Linked DNA regions of Gasterosteus aculeatus: region 1 is linked to region 2. The links are chromatin contacts, called in public Hi-C maps. All regions are on one chromosome and are shown on one strand. The core of a region is the stretch at or near the end of the contact, and the rest is flanking DNA. Distances in the headings are between cores, read along the strand shown. Region 1 holds the start of lrch1 (leucine-rich repeats and calponin homology (CH) domain containing 1). Region 2 overlaps lrch1 (leucine-rich repeats and calponin homology (CH) domain containing 1).

The links. A called contact is a pair of places that touch in the nucleus more often than the background predicts.
Region 1: a Hi-C map of liver shows a contact between it and region 2, with 2.5 times the contacts expected there. The contact joins the promoter of lrch1 here to the enhancer-like site in region 2. A contact is called at or near these places in 6 of 6 Hi-C or Micro-C datasets (blood and trunk muscle, liver, skeletal muscle and 2 more).

Annotation. Positions count from the first base shown.
Region 1 is chr16:16,570,639-16,577,077 of fGasAcu3.hap1.1, reverse strand. It overlaps lrch1 (leucine-rich repeats and calponin homology (CH) domain containing 1), which reads left to right and starts at 4,970. Exons shown (of 18, transcript XM_078090441.1): 1 at 4,970-5,487. The coding sequence starts at 5,262. It overlaps rubcnl (rubicon like autophagy enhancer), which reads right to left and starts at 5,485. Exons shown (of 18, transcript XM_040202494.2): 1 at 4,923-5,485; 2 at 4,468-4,609; 3 at 1,290-1,377; 4 at 858-1,170; 5 at 264-493. The coding sequence starts at 1,377.
Region 2 is chr16:16,533,374-16,539,901 of fGasAcu3.hap1.1, reverse strand. It overlaps lrch1 (leucine-rich repeats and calponin homology (CH) domain containing 1), which reads left to right. Exons shown (of 18, transcript XM_078090441.1): 15 at 3,732-3,841; 16 at 4,048-4,185; 17 at 4,279-4,356. Among protein-coding and RNA genes, the nearest start is that of esd, 12 kb to the right of the region's middle. Within about 2 kb of position 1,816, at least 3 of the 9 cell types and tissues checked have open chromatin away from gene starts, as enhancers often do. A contact at or near this core is called in liver, where this site is marked.

The DNA of each region.
Region 1 (6,439 bases), core at 3,721-6,220, 34 kb before region 2:
TAATTCCCTATCTGGCGTCCCCACGAGGGTGACATTTTAGCTCATTGAAATGTCTAAACTAGTCTTTCTAGTTCACAGTCCTCAAAGGAGGATTTTTTTTAACTTTAAACCCTTCAGTTTGTTCACTACTTTGGGGAGAAATACCTGCAAGACAGTGTCAGCAACAGCGTGCGTTTTAATGAGCTCATAACCAGAAGCAGGTGGACTCTGAGCATATGAAGCCTCGTTGTCTCCGCTGGTACACCTGCAACGATGAAACCTACCGGATGAGTCCGAGGCATCACAGCCGGTCGGCCCCCGGCCCTCGTCCCCCTCAGCCAATCCCTGCTGCCCGCCAAAAGGCCGGCGGGCCCAGGGGCCCAGCAGGCGGTTGAGCTGCGAGGAGGCAGGCGGGCAGAGCGGCTTCTTGGCCCGCTGTCCAGCGGACGTGCTGGGGACGGTCGGCGAAACGGGAGCAGGAGTCGGGGAGTCCAAGCTAGAGGAAATCACGCATCTGTGAAAGAACAACAGCGACGACACACGACGGCCACACGGTACAAAAAGAGAACATTTAAAAAGATTTCCATGAATGAAATTATCATAATGTGGGATGACTCTAAATCTTGCTTGAATAAAAAATATATTCATTAAAAAGGAAACAACATATTATTATTAGCAAACAGATAATAAATAGGCTGTTTTAGTTTTGTTTGCCTTATCATCATTTTGTTATAAGGATTTGACACCTAAATGGAGACGCAAAAAGAGGATTCTTGGATGAACAGCCAAGCGTCGTTCTGTTGAAGCAATGTTTTCCTTTGACAACAGAAAGAGCAGACAGATGCACGTGGAGGGGCGATGAGAAGCGGTCATGTCACCTGGACGGGGCCGACATGCCGGTGTCCTCTCCGTGCCACGAGACGGGCCTGTGGCGTCTGGAGATAACCGGACTGCTCCTGGGAAGGAAGAAGGTTTTTTCCTCCACCTCCTCTTTGCTCCACTGTGTTCCCTCCTCGTTGCCATCATCATCATCATCATTATCCTCGCCCCCGCCACTCCGCTCTGTGAACGCCGCCTGCGGTCGTTGACGGGAGAACGTGGCGTCGGTTTCCGGTGGCGACAGGAGGAGAAGCGGAACTGATCCTGAACCGGCCGGCTGCCGGTTGTGGCTTAAATGTTCTTCTGGAGCGACTTGTAGAGAGAAGGAGGAGAAGGCGGAGGGTCTTTCTTGCTGTTGTTGGAACCAGATGAATAACACTAAGAAGCCCTTGAGGCTCTGGAAGCTGCTGCGAGCGGGCGGTGGACCTCACCTGTGGTCGCAGGTACGGGGGAGTCTACGCACCAGCTGATGTATCTGGGTGTGTGGAGGGAGAAGGACGGGCCCTCGCAGCTTTCCATCTGCACAGAAGAGGCGAGGCAACGTTTGCCAGACATCAGCTACAGTGGAAACTTCATGAGAAGAAAGCAACCAGCCGTAGAGATTTTACCAACGCAAAGAACCCCAAAATGACGACTGGCGATAACTGCTGGCTTTAGTTTGATCAGTGCTGCTGCAGCTCCTGCTGCTTGTTAATATATTCTGAATACGACCATAAAACAACTTGAAGGTTCTTGGAAGTCAAAGTCTGAACTTTACTGCCCTCAGTGATACCGAACACGGGAGAAAAGATCAGACCGGACGTGTTGGTGGAAATCAGCATGAGGCCATTTCGGAACAAGAAATGTGGAGATTAGAATAAAACTGAAAGGAAGTTGAAGAAGTTTTTTTTATTTTAGGAATACACGGCGTGTTTTTGGTATGGCGCAAAACACAAAATCACTGACATTTATCAGAACGTGTGGCGTCACGAAAGGATCTGCACTTGTGTAGCAACTGTGCAGAAAACGTACGTTTCCTCAGTTCAAACAGGAGTCTACGATTTTAATATTGGCTCCTTAATAGTGTTTTTACAAATTCCAAAATGCAATATGAAAACGTTTTTCGATGTCCAAACCCCATCTGACAGGTCGATGCAGAGTAAACCTCCATTTAACTGTCTGCTGATTTCCAGTGACGACCTGTACGGCTTGACAGTAAAACTAAAACACGTTGTTATATTTACGGGTACGTTCATGTTATCTTATTAACTGATTTTATTTTATTATTTGGTTTCATGCAACAAATATGAAACTACGTAGCGTAATTTTAACAGCAGCTCAACTTGCAGATATAGATTTAGTAGTTTTACGTTGCCCCTCCCGCCACATGATTCATTGGCTTTTTAAAATTCCTTTAAATTTAAACATTCCCATATTTTTCTAGTGAGCACATAAGCACATCACTCAATGTACATCAAGTTCATAGTGGTTTCACAACATAAAGAACTGTTGAGGTCAGTAGCTGGGATGCAGCTAATTACCAGTAACCAGTAACTAATCAATCAGCACATTAATAGATCCATAAGAGATTCATCACTTTTAACCACCCTTTACAACTGGAAGACACAATATTATCCTTTAAACAATGTCTTAGGTAAAACCTGCATTTAAAAAGAAAGAAGAAAGGAAAACCTGAATAGTACTTTGGACTGAAAACAGAGTTTTTAGGAAGGAACAGTGTTCAACAAGTCGTCTCGTCTCTCTTGAAGAGGCTGGTTGGCTCAAAGCTTCCTGTGTGAGCGCAGGCTGTGATTATCTGATCATGTTGTTACCAACAAACACGTCGGCGTGTCGGCCGAGAGAACAGAGCAAAACTGTCCGAAACACAAGTACAAAGTCTTAAGAACCGCAGACTAAACCAAGCTACTCACCGTTTTGTTATCCCTCAGAATAAAGCTGTGACTTGACAGCGGCCAGGAGGACTGACGTGCGCCTCGTAAGGAAGCGAGGCGGTTGGTGAACGACACTTCCTGTATTTAACGGTGGTTTGTACTTTTTGTGGGTGAGCAGCAGTGTTTCTGCTGAAAACACAGGAGCCAAACAGCTTTGAGCCGTGCTGGAGTAATTAAACCCCAAAACAAAAAGAATAATATGTTAGAAATATGACTTAGTATGACGGGCAGTGTATTCACTCTGCACTAACCCATGCTTTTTAAAATGTGTTATTTAACTTTTGATGATTTTCTTCTGTGGATAAAAAGTGTAATTTTGTTGTTGTATAAATGTGCACTGATGAAAACGATGAGAGAAAATCACAAAAAATGCTCCAGTGGGAGTTTCATGTTCAAAGGTCATAGTGGTGCATCTTCCTCGAACAGAAACTATCGTTGGAACAGCGAAAAGCGTTTAATCAGCAGAAATGTTAAGTGGACTGATGTCTGTCCCCGCAGCTGTCAGCTGGTCGAGAGAAAGAGGAAGTTTTACTCAGAATGAAAGCAGTTTGTTCAATTTACTGTCACAGAAATGGAAATAAATTCAAAATAGCTGAAGTGGACATAAGACATTTTAATTTTACAAAAGGCTGTTTGGCAGGTGACATGTGGTTTTGGGTTACATATAGAATACAGGTTGCAGTGTGGGCTAGTTTGCACATTGTGTCATGGCAAACATACTGCGATCAGTGATCCCCACCGTTTATCTGCTGATACAAGCTTGTTATGTAATCAGTTGACTCAGCTCTTTACTATCCCACATGCACCCACACCCCCGTGCACACACACAGTCTCTTCAATGGAAAAGAATGAAAAGTATTGAGAATTACAGAGTTATTTTTACAGCAAATAGCATTGGATTTCTACCTGATAGCATGTTAATTTCTGTTATGACGCATCAGTGTTTGTTGGTTTATGAGCTCCTAAAAGGAACAGGATTATCACAATCAGCTCCAGTATCAATGCATGAATATACACTTACTAGTAAAGCTTCTGTAAAACTTTATTTTCCACTCACGAAAGGATCTGCACTTGTGTAGCAACTGTGCAGAAAACGTACGTTTCCTCAGTTCAAACAGGAGTCTACGATATCAATATGCGTTTATTTTCCACTCCTATCCTGCATGAATGGATCCGTGCAGCAGATGTCACTGTTTGCTGGCATTTCTACTGCTGTTTTAAGCCCACTACTGTTTTCGCAGCTAAACATTCTGGAAACGGGAAGAATGAGTTGATTTGGATATGCATGTATTACATATGTATACATTCATATACATTCAATTACACACGTACAATTCCACAGATTATCAATAACACACCCAAAAATATATTCTCACTAACACACATGCGCCATGAGATGGGATGTTGTTGCAACTCCGCAGTACTTTCTCTAATCTGTTCTAAATTGCTCATATGTCATCCAGACCCTGAAGAGCCTTATATCAAGAGCCTTATATGACAATTTAGAACAACGTTATTAAAGCCACTTATTGGCAATTGGAAAAAATAGGTTGTGTATGATTTCAAGATTGGATTCACTACCTTCAGACAACAGCAGGCAGTGCTGTAGTGTCACCAAAGCAACTATGCCAGCAGACTAAACTGATGTGAATTATTTCCAAAAAGATACTTTTCGTACCCAGTCTACGTTGTTCAGGCCTTCAATGCTACTGATCGCAATTCCCACGTACTCCGGCTTCCCATCCCCTCCTCTTTGGGATCATGTGAATCTCTATGTCAGCGAATGTGATGTCCCTCCCTGCATACTCAGCAGCGGAGGCCTGAAAACACACACACACACACACACACACACACACACACACACACACACACACACACACACACACACACACACACACACACACACACACAGAGAGAGAACACTTGTGTTAAATATATCAACAAACAGAAATAAATATATAAATAAATACAAAAATAAATAACACAGACCGTCATAGATGCATATAGGGGGCATTTCCCTTTGAATCACACATATTTGGCCTAAATCTGTGTCTAGACTAGCTAACTAAGTTTCACCAGCTACCTGCAGCAATAGGAGCTCTTATTTTGAAGTCAGTTCTCACACCCTCTTACCGTAATTCCTGAAACAGACTCGCACTGCGGAACACTTGGAATATTGCGCACTGTGTTTTTTCTAGTGCTAGCTTGACCGCAGCCGCTGGAACGGGACACTTATTTTGAAATCTGACAACCGGATGTCGCGTTGCGGCGCTCCTTTCGACGCTTCACGTAGCGCGCGCGCGGACGGACGGACGGACGGCTACCATCGAGGAAGGAAACGCGGCACGGCTCGGCTCGCCTGAAGAAGTCGGTGTAACGGCTGTTTTTGCCCGACCGTTAGCTAGCGCCGCACTCGATACAACCGACGTATACGCACGCGCACAGGGAGCCGCGGTGAGGTGGAGCACTGCTATGGCGACGTTGGGACCGGAGTCGGCTCGCGCTCCTCATTCCCAGCTCGGTTCTTCCCCGTCGACCCAGTCGCACATCGGCGGCGCCAACCCGCCTCCCAACCGGGGCTTGGAGCGGGCGCTGGAGGAGGCGGCGGCCAGCGGCGCCCTCAACCTCAGCACCCGAAAACTGAAGGAGTTTCCCCGGACGGCCGCCAACCACGACCTGTCGGATACGGTGGAAGCAGGTAGGCGTCTCTCCTTCGGTTAGCTAGCTTTAGGAAACACGCCCGGGGGGACAACGACGACACCCCCACCGGGTGCTGGGCGGTAACGACTCTCCGCACAGGCAGCGTGGTGGTCCTCGCTGTACTGCAGTGATGGAATTTCCCGTTAGTCGTCACGAATCAAAAGAGAATGTTTATTTATCTTTTTTTTTTACGAGTCGAGCTGCGCTAGCATGCTGCTCTGTGTTGCAGCGTGTGTGTATTTAATGTTAGACGAGGCTGCGTACGTCCCTAACTTTAACTTCACCTGGAGCTGCGCGCGCAGCTGGATGTGAACGCGTCGGGTACCTGCGTTGGCGATTGGGACATTCCCGTGAAAGGCTCCACGACTTCCCAGTTTGCAGTAAAATGTCTGCGGGATCCGAGTGCTCGGTGGGCCTTCGGTGGAATTCCCCACCACTTGCTTTTAATCCGCGCAGAGTTGTAAACACACACACACACACACACACACACACATTCTGTTTGTGCTGCCTTATTCACAAGCCTTGAGGTTACATAGTTTTTTTTACACATGCTAGTCTTTTGGATCATCTACATAGTTAGTATGTTTGTATGTATGTTAGTAGACCATGTTAAAGGCGATACCCAAATCCGCCCATCTGCTGACGCAGATGATTCCAACAGCTTCATACTGTAAGAACTGCAAACTGAATTCCACTCACCTCCGTTGTGTTGGAGAAAAAAACATTCCAAAACCTCATCCTGTAAATCTCAAACCATCACTTTTCTCTGGGGACTCTGTTCTCTTCAAGGTCAGCCCTGGAAAGTCACAGCGGCGTTATTTTGCTTCAACTATGTTTATGTACGCTAAAAAAGAAAATGTGGCTTGCACAACCGCAGTGGGTCACGTCTACAGAAACACACATACACACACACACACACACACACACACACTCCTACAGGCTGTGTGACT
Region 2 (6,528 bases), core at 567-3,066:
TATTAGGTAGCTCACAGTTAGCTAACTTAACATAGTATTAAGACTGGAAACCGGAACTAATTTTCAAATAAATAAGATTAAGAGGATTTCATTGACTTTATTATTTTAATTTCTGTATGAAATTCCAATAATTCTAACAGAAATTTGTGTTGTGTTCGTTTCCATGGAAACTAACCAGCGCCTCCTTCTGGCATGGACTGACATCGCGCTAAGTCCAATTTTCATTTGGAGTCGACTGCCATTGTGTCGTTTCTCTGCCATAGACCATAGGTTGGGGGGTTTTAAATTGTGTGCGTGTGGCTGCAGCAGCATGCACTGATCAAAGAGAAGCTTAACCACATGATACTTTCACCCGCAGCGTTTAGTGTGTTTGTGTTGGCTGCAGACGCACATGGTAAAAGTTTTATTCAGTTTGTGTGTGTGTGTGTGTGTGACCCCATTTTTGTAGTAGTTAGCGCACAGGCTTTGAAGCTGGTTATATAAAGATTCTGGAGAGGAGCAGATTCATGGTGTGTGCAAGATGAGCCTTGGGAGGTCTGAAATGATCTAAACTCCCCACTAAAGAAGAAACTTCAATGTTGACGTGTATACCTTTTCATTTTGCGCTCCATATAAAAGGGGTTAAAATAAAGTATGGCAACAAACTAGGGTTTGCTGTGGATTAAGTTAGTTACCCTGATATTTAGAGTTTTCCCAACTTTGTATTAATTGATATCCCTGGATTAGAACATTTCCAGTGGCAACCTTACATGAATGAAGTCTGCGTTTTGTCTGTGAACAAGTGTGTATTTTTAGCTCCTATATTTTAAGTGTTAGATAATTGTCCCTAAAGGAGTATCCTACTTCCACTGGGGCGGAGCCCAAGATTTTGTGTGTGTGTGTGTGTGTGTGTGTGTTTCACTCAGTTGGTCCATATAAGGCTTTGATATTTTGCAGGAAGTTAGCAGCGACTGTTAGCTGTTAAACTGTCCACAGACACTGAGAACTTCTGAATGTTAACAAATTTCTTCTAAGCCCTCAGACTCTTCCAGTTTACTTTCAAACCTGTGTATGATGCACGGGGCCTACAGGAACTCAAGGTATCCATAGTACATCATAGCAGCATCACATTTCAACTGGGCTGCAACTGCAAACTCTTAATGTTTACATTTCATATGAAGTTTATCTTTCACCCCCAAAGTAGACTGACAAACATCTTTGAGCTGCATCAGAAGCCAGATTCATACATCCGTCTTTCGCTCAGATGATGTCACTGTCACAAAAACAGAATAAGATAAGAACCATGTTTTACAGAATCGTTTTCTGAATCGTTTCCACATGAGCGGTTGTGTTTCAGTGTGATAACGTTATGACTAATGGTCTGTAATGGGTACAGGCCTCGGGGAGCGTGACTTACACGCTGCCATCATCACTGCTGCTGACCTCATTAACAACCAATCAACCCGTGCGTGCGTGCGTGCGTGCGTGCGTGCAGCTCGGTCGGACGGAACCGAGTCGCCATAACTTCTTTATGTATTGTGTCGCACACAGAAACCTGTCTTCCTGTCCCAAAACAAGCCCGCCACCGGGGGTAATCAAGGCGTTTGGGGTTTGATTGGGGGAGTCTTTAGGTTTTCCATCTGTATGATTAAAAAAAAAATAGTTAGGATTTTTGTGAAAGTGCAACCGTTGCCTCTCGACTTCTAATCTGGTGTTTGTCGATTGGTTGCTCCTACTATTGTGATGCCCATAAGTCTCGGTGGTATTGCCATGGAAACGAGACCAGTCAGAGGCACGAGAGCAGCTTGTTGTGGGAAGGAGTGGTTGGTTGTACTTCTGCGTTACGCGGCGTTGCGCTGTAGTGTGCTGTGAATGTGTGGAAAGAGCTTGAACACCACTTAACGCCGCCAGTCAGCAGCACCAGAAAGATTATTTATCTGCAGCTTCTCTTGCACGGACTGCAGACCAGAGCGTGGACTGATCTTGTAAAAGAAGCAGGTTCCTACATTTAGCCAGCGAGGAGTAATTGGTGAAATAGATAACAAAAAGACTCACAAGCCTTCATGCAGGGCTTTAAAGATATCCTCCAAAATCTTTTAATAACTCGTCAGAGGACGGGAGACAGAAACGAGATGCTGCAGCCTCAAACTGTTTCAGACATTTACAGCAGGGAGGAGAAGCTTGTAAAACGACCCGCCTAAGATCTTCCCCAATAAATACAGAATATATGCTGTCTAGATCACTTCCAGCACATTTTTATGTTCGTATTTGAGTTCAGTCCTTAGTTCAGCTACAGGCCGTGAGGGTTGTTTAACAGGTTCGCAGTGCAGAAAACATTAACATCCTGCAGACTTCATGTCTTCTGCTCTTCACAACGAGATGAAGCTGGATTAAACTGTCTGTAGCGCCTCCTGGTGGCGGATGTGTGTGTGTGTGTGTGTGTGTTTGGTCTTGTGTGAAGCGGCCATACGTCATTCTCACTCTGTTTTTTATTTATGTTACTGATTCTGATGGTTCTTATTAATTCCCAGCCTCGTTCTGAATAGTTTGATATTTTTGGGAAATTGGCTTTCTCTCTAAGAATCAGTGTTTTTTAGGTGGATACAACTCATCTGTGCACAGTCAATGATGCAGCTGCTGGTTAGCTTAGTTTTGGCACAAAGACTGGTGAAAAACCAATAACTTGAGTCAGTCTACAGGGGGGATTCCTCCCGCCTTCACCTCAATGGCTCACTGATCATCACATGTGCTTGTAACATGTTTTGTCTAATTGTTGTTAATCTGGTCCCCTTATTTAAGTACTCTGTGTGTAAGTGAATGTTGCGCATCAGGAAACATTTATTGCCAAAATATGTCAAACATACAAGGAATTTGTCTCGGCGGTTGGTGCGTGACAGTAGGCAGTGTAACAATAGACAACAAGACCGCAGTGCACAAGTAATGAAATAAAGTAAAATGCTAATGCAAAGGGTTAGTAGCTATGGGTTAGTATAAAACAAGAGAATAAGAAAAAAGTTGAAAAATATTAAGCATAAAGTGCACTAGCGAACAAGTAACAAGGTGACGAGTGACGACAAAGTGATAAATTACAGTTAAAGTGACATGTGCAGTGTGAAGGGGAGTGACCGGTGGAATGTTATAGTCAGGCAGTGGGGGACCGGCTCTGTTGATGAGCCCGACTGCCGACGGGAAGAAACTGTTGGTGTGGCGGGAGGTCTTAGTCCTGATGGACCTCAGCCTCCTGCCAGATGGAAGGGGCACAAACAGGTTTTGTCCGGGGTGAGAGGGGTCGGCTACCATCTTTTTAGCTCGCTTACATGTGCTTCCCACATCTGTCATGGCCCAAAGGTCTTTTCTGTGTCACTGAGTGCAGATGTGGATGTCCAGGAAGTCACTTGGCTTATTTGTGCCCAGTTATTTTGCATCCATTCTGCTGCTTGAGTACCAACTGAAGCTCGGTAACAAAGACACCTCAATATCTTTGTTACCACGTCCGCAGCATCCTTCAAAATGATCACACCAATGAATCAACACAAACTCAACATGATAACCTTCATGAAAGAGACTTAATGGCAGAGCGCTGGCATTAGACCGATGGATAGATTTGAAAAATCTGAGCATCTCCTCGCTGATTTAACCTCTTCGTTCCTCCTCAGAAGTCCCCGCTCGTCTTGTATGTTTCAGCGATGGCGGTGTGTTGCTGTGTGAATGTTCCCAACGCCGCCCGGCTTCTTCCTCTTCGTCTGTTTCAGTGTTCCTGCGGAGCCACAAGAGTCTGGAGTCTGTTGATCCCCAGTTCACCATGAGGAGAAAGATGGAGCAGCTGCGAGAGGAGCTGGAGCTCACGGAGCAGCTGCGAGACGTGGGTCACCTTTATTACTCATTAGTGCGATTAAAGAGAAAAGAGAAAGCTCTGTCCACCAATTAGTCATGACTTACACTCAACTTAAAAAAAAAATTTATATAGAGAGAAATATTAGATGATTACACAACCTGTCGGTTGAAAACATTGACTGCGTTCTTGATATCGACTCACACACCTGCTTCTAACGTTCTGTCCTTCCTCAGAGCATCGAGAGCAGACTGAAGGTCGTCCTCCCCGAGGACCTCGGGTCGTCTCTGATGGACGGCGTCGTCCTCTGCCACCTGGCCAATCACATCCGCCCGCGCTCCGTCGGCAGCATCCACGTTCCATCCCCTGCGGTGGTGCGTATGAGTCCCGACCTTTGACCCCTGAGAGGAATATTTAAGGTGCTCTGCAACCCGAGATCGACTTTGTGTGCCTTTTTGTACTTCCAGCCCAAACTCAGCATGGCCAAGTGTCGGAGAAACGTGGAGAACTTCCTGGACGCCTGCAGAAAGATCGGCCTGTCGGAGGTAAGACATGTTTACGATAACTTTACCAACTACAGTGCTTTGCCTCTCTGGACTGGGGGTCGTTTCTATCAAGGCTTTTTGTAGCCTAACTAGTTATCATTTCTAAACAAACCGGGCAGCATCACTGCTGCTCAAGTCAGTCCTGGTTTTTGAACCAGCAACCCCCGCACCTGAAAACATCCCCAGTTCATCAGAGGAATTTCCCTCCTAATGCAACAGTTGCACTTTGGCTTCACAAGAATAACTACTGATCAGACAGAGGCTTCCTCCTCAGTCACATGAAAGCCGTCTGCGTCTGAGGGGAACAAAGTAGTAAAAGTACTAGTAAAAAGTATAAAAGTGATCACATTAGCTTGTGATTTATGTTTGGTAAGTGAGGGGAAAGCAAAAATTGAGGGTAATTGAATGACAGTGATGACAACATTAAACTGTAAACCAGATCTGGGAGAAAAGGCTGATGACTCCATGTTTTTAACAGCACATGTTCTCAACAATTTTTGTCACCTGATCACAAGCCTGAACAATTAATTGAGAATGAATTAAATAAATATTATCTTAAATTGAGAACTGCTGAATGAAACAATTTAGTAAACGTCTTCTACCCCCCGGGTTATGTTTTGTGTCTCTAGATTAAAACATGGGAACCGCTCAGCGTTCCCCCAGAACTGGTTTAATCTTCCTACCCTTTTCTCCTCATGGCTTTTAAATTCTGTTGTTTGATTGTTGAAGTTATTGCTTAATCATCATCGCTATCATCGCTGCCTATGGCTTCCAGCTCCCACCATCATGACCGCTGCATCGGGTTGAAACAGAGCGGCTTCTGGTTTTGTGTGTGCGTGTGTGTATGATTGTGTGTTTTTATGTGTCCTGACTCTGGACTCTGGACACATTTTTTTTTGTATGGATTCAAAAAATGAGCCACGTTCATTAGTGCTGTTCAGAAGATTTAATTAGCTTTGGAAAATCAGGCTCGTTTCTTCCCCCATTATTTTCCATTATTTGTGCTAAGCTAATCTTTATATTTAGCTTTATAGTATACAAACATGTACAGTATCAGTCTTCTTATCAAAGTATAGTTGAAAACAGCAAATAACACATACTCCAAAATCTAAAGGTACAGTGGGTGAAGACAGAAAATTAAGTTTTATTATTGAGGGCCATAAAATTCTGAACATAATTTAAACCTTTGTTTAATTATTTTGTCTTCACATTTGCAGTACATTAGTCTGGGTCCTTCCTTTGAGAGATATAATGATTATATTATACATTAATACTTTTTCTGAGCTGTTGATCTGAACTGACTCGTTGACCTTTGACCTCCATCTGTGCTGCTTACCTCCGTGTGGACGCTTGCCAACTAGTGAACTTTTATTGGCCACAATTATGCAGTTAACTTGCCAATGATAGCTTCTGTGCTAATGTGCTAATGATCGCTTTTGTGCCATTGTGTTAATGATAGTTTCTGTGCTAACGTGCTAATGATGGCTTCTGTGCTGGCTTGCTGCACTGGCTCTCCCATCAGCCTCTTGGGCCACTCCTCTTCATGGTCTGCTTACTGGGCGAGAGGGGAGCTCAAAACTGTTCTCCATCCTCAGTAAGCATCCCTGCTTTTTGCCATGGTAACCCCTGCCTGCTCCCCCCTCACACCACCAGCTCTCACTCTAGTCTGTGGCCTTTGACCTCTGAGTTAACCTCCTGCCTTTTCTTTCTCTTTTTTACTTTCCTACTGGATGCACCACGTCCTCCTCATACTCTCCCTCTTGTTTTATTCTTTTTTAACATAACTTTTTGCCTCTTACCCATTTTCTTATCATTCCTTTTGTTTTCCTTTTTAAATTGTTTTCCCTCTACTTCCCCATCTACTTCTGGTTCTTTGTCACCGCTCATCTCCTCCATTCCACCTACTTTTCCTCCACCTGGGTTTTGGTTCTTTCTTGTTTTTGTTTTTTCCACCTCATCCCTTCATTGTAAATATTTCACATTCTCTCTTGCTGTAACTTTTATTTACCGCCTACTTTCTTACTTTCTCCTTCTTACTTCTTGTATGTTCCATCTTCATTTCCTCCTTTTCCCATTGCCTTTTCCTCATCTCCTTCATCTCTTATCACCTTGTTTCCACCTCCTTCTCTTCCCTCTTTCATCATTCCCTGGCTTTTTCCCTTCCCTCCTCCC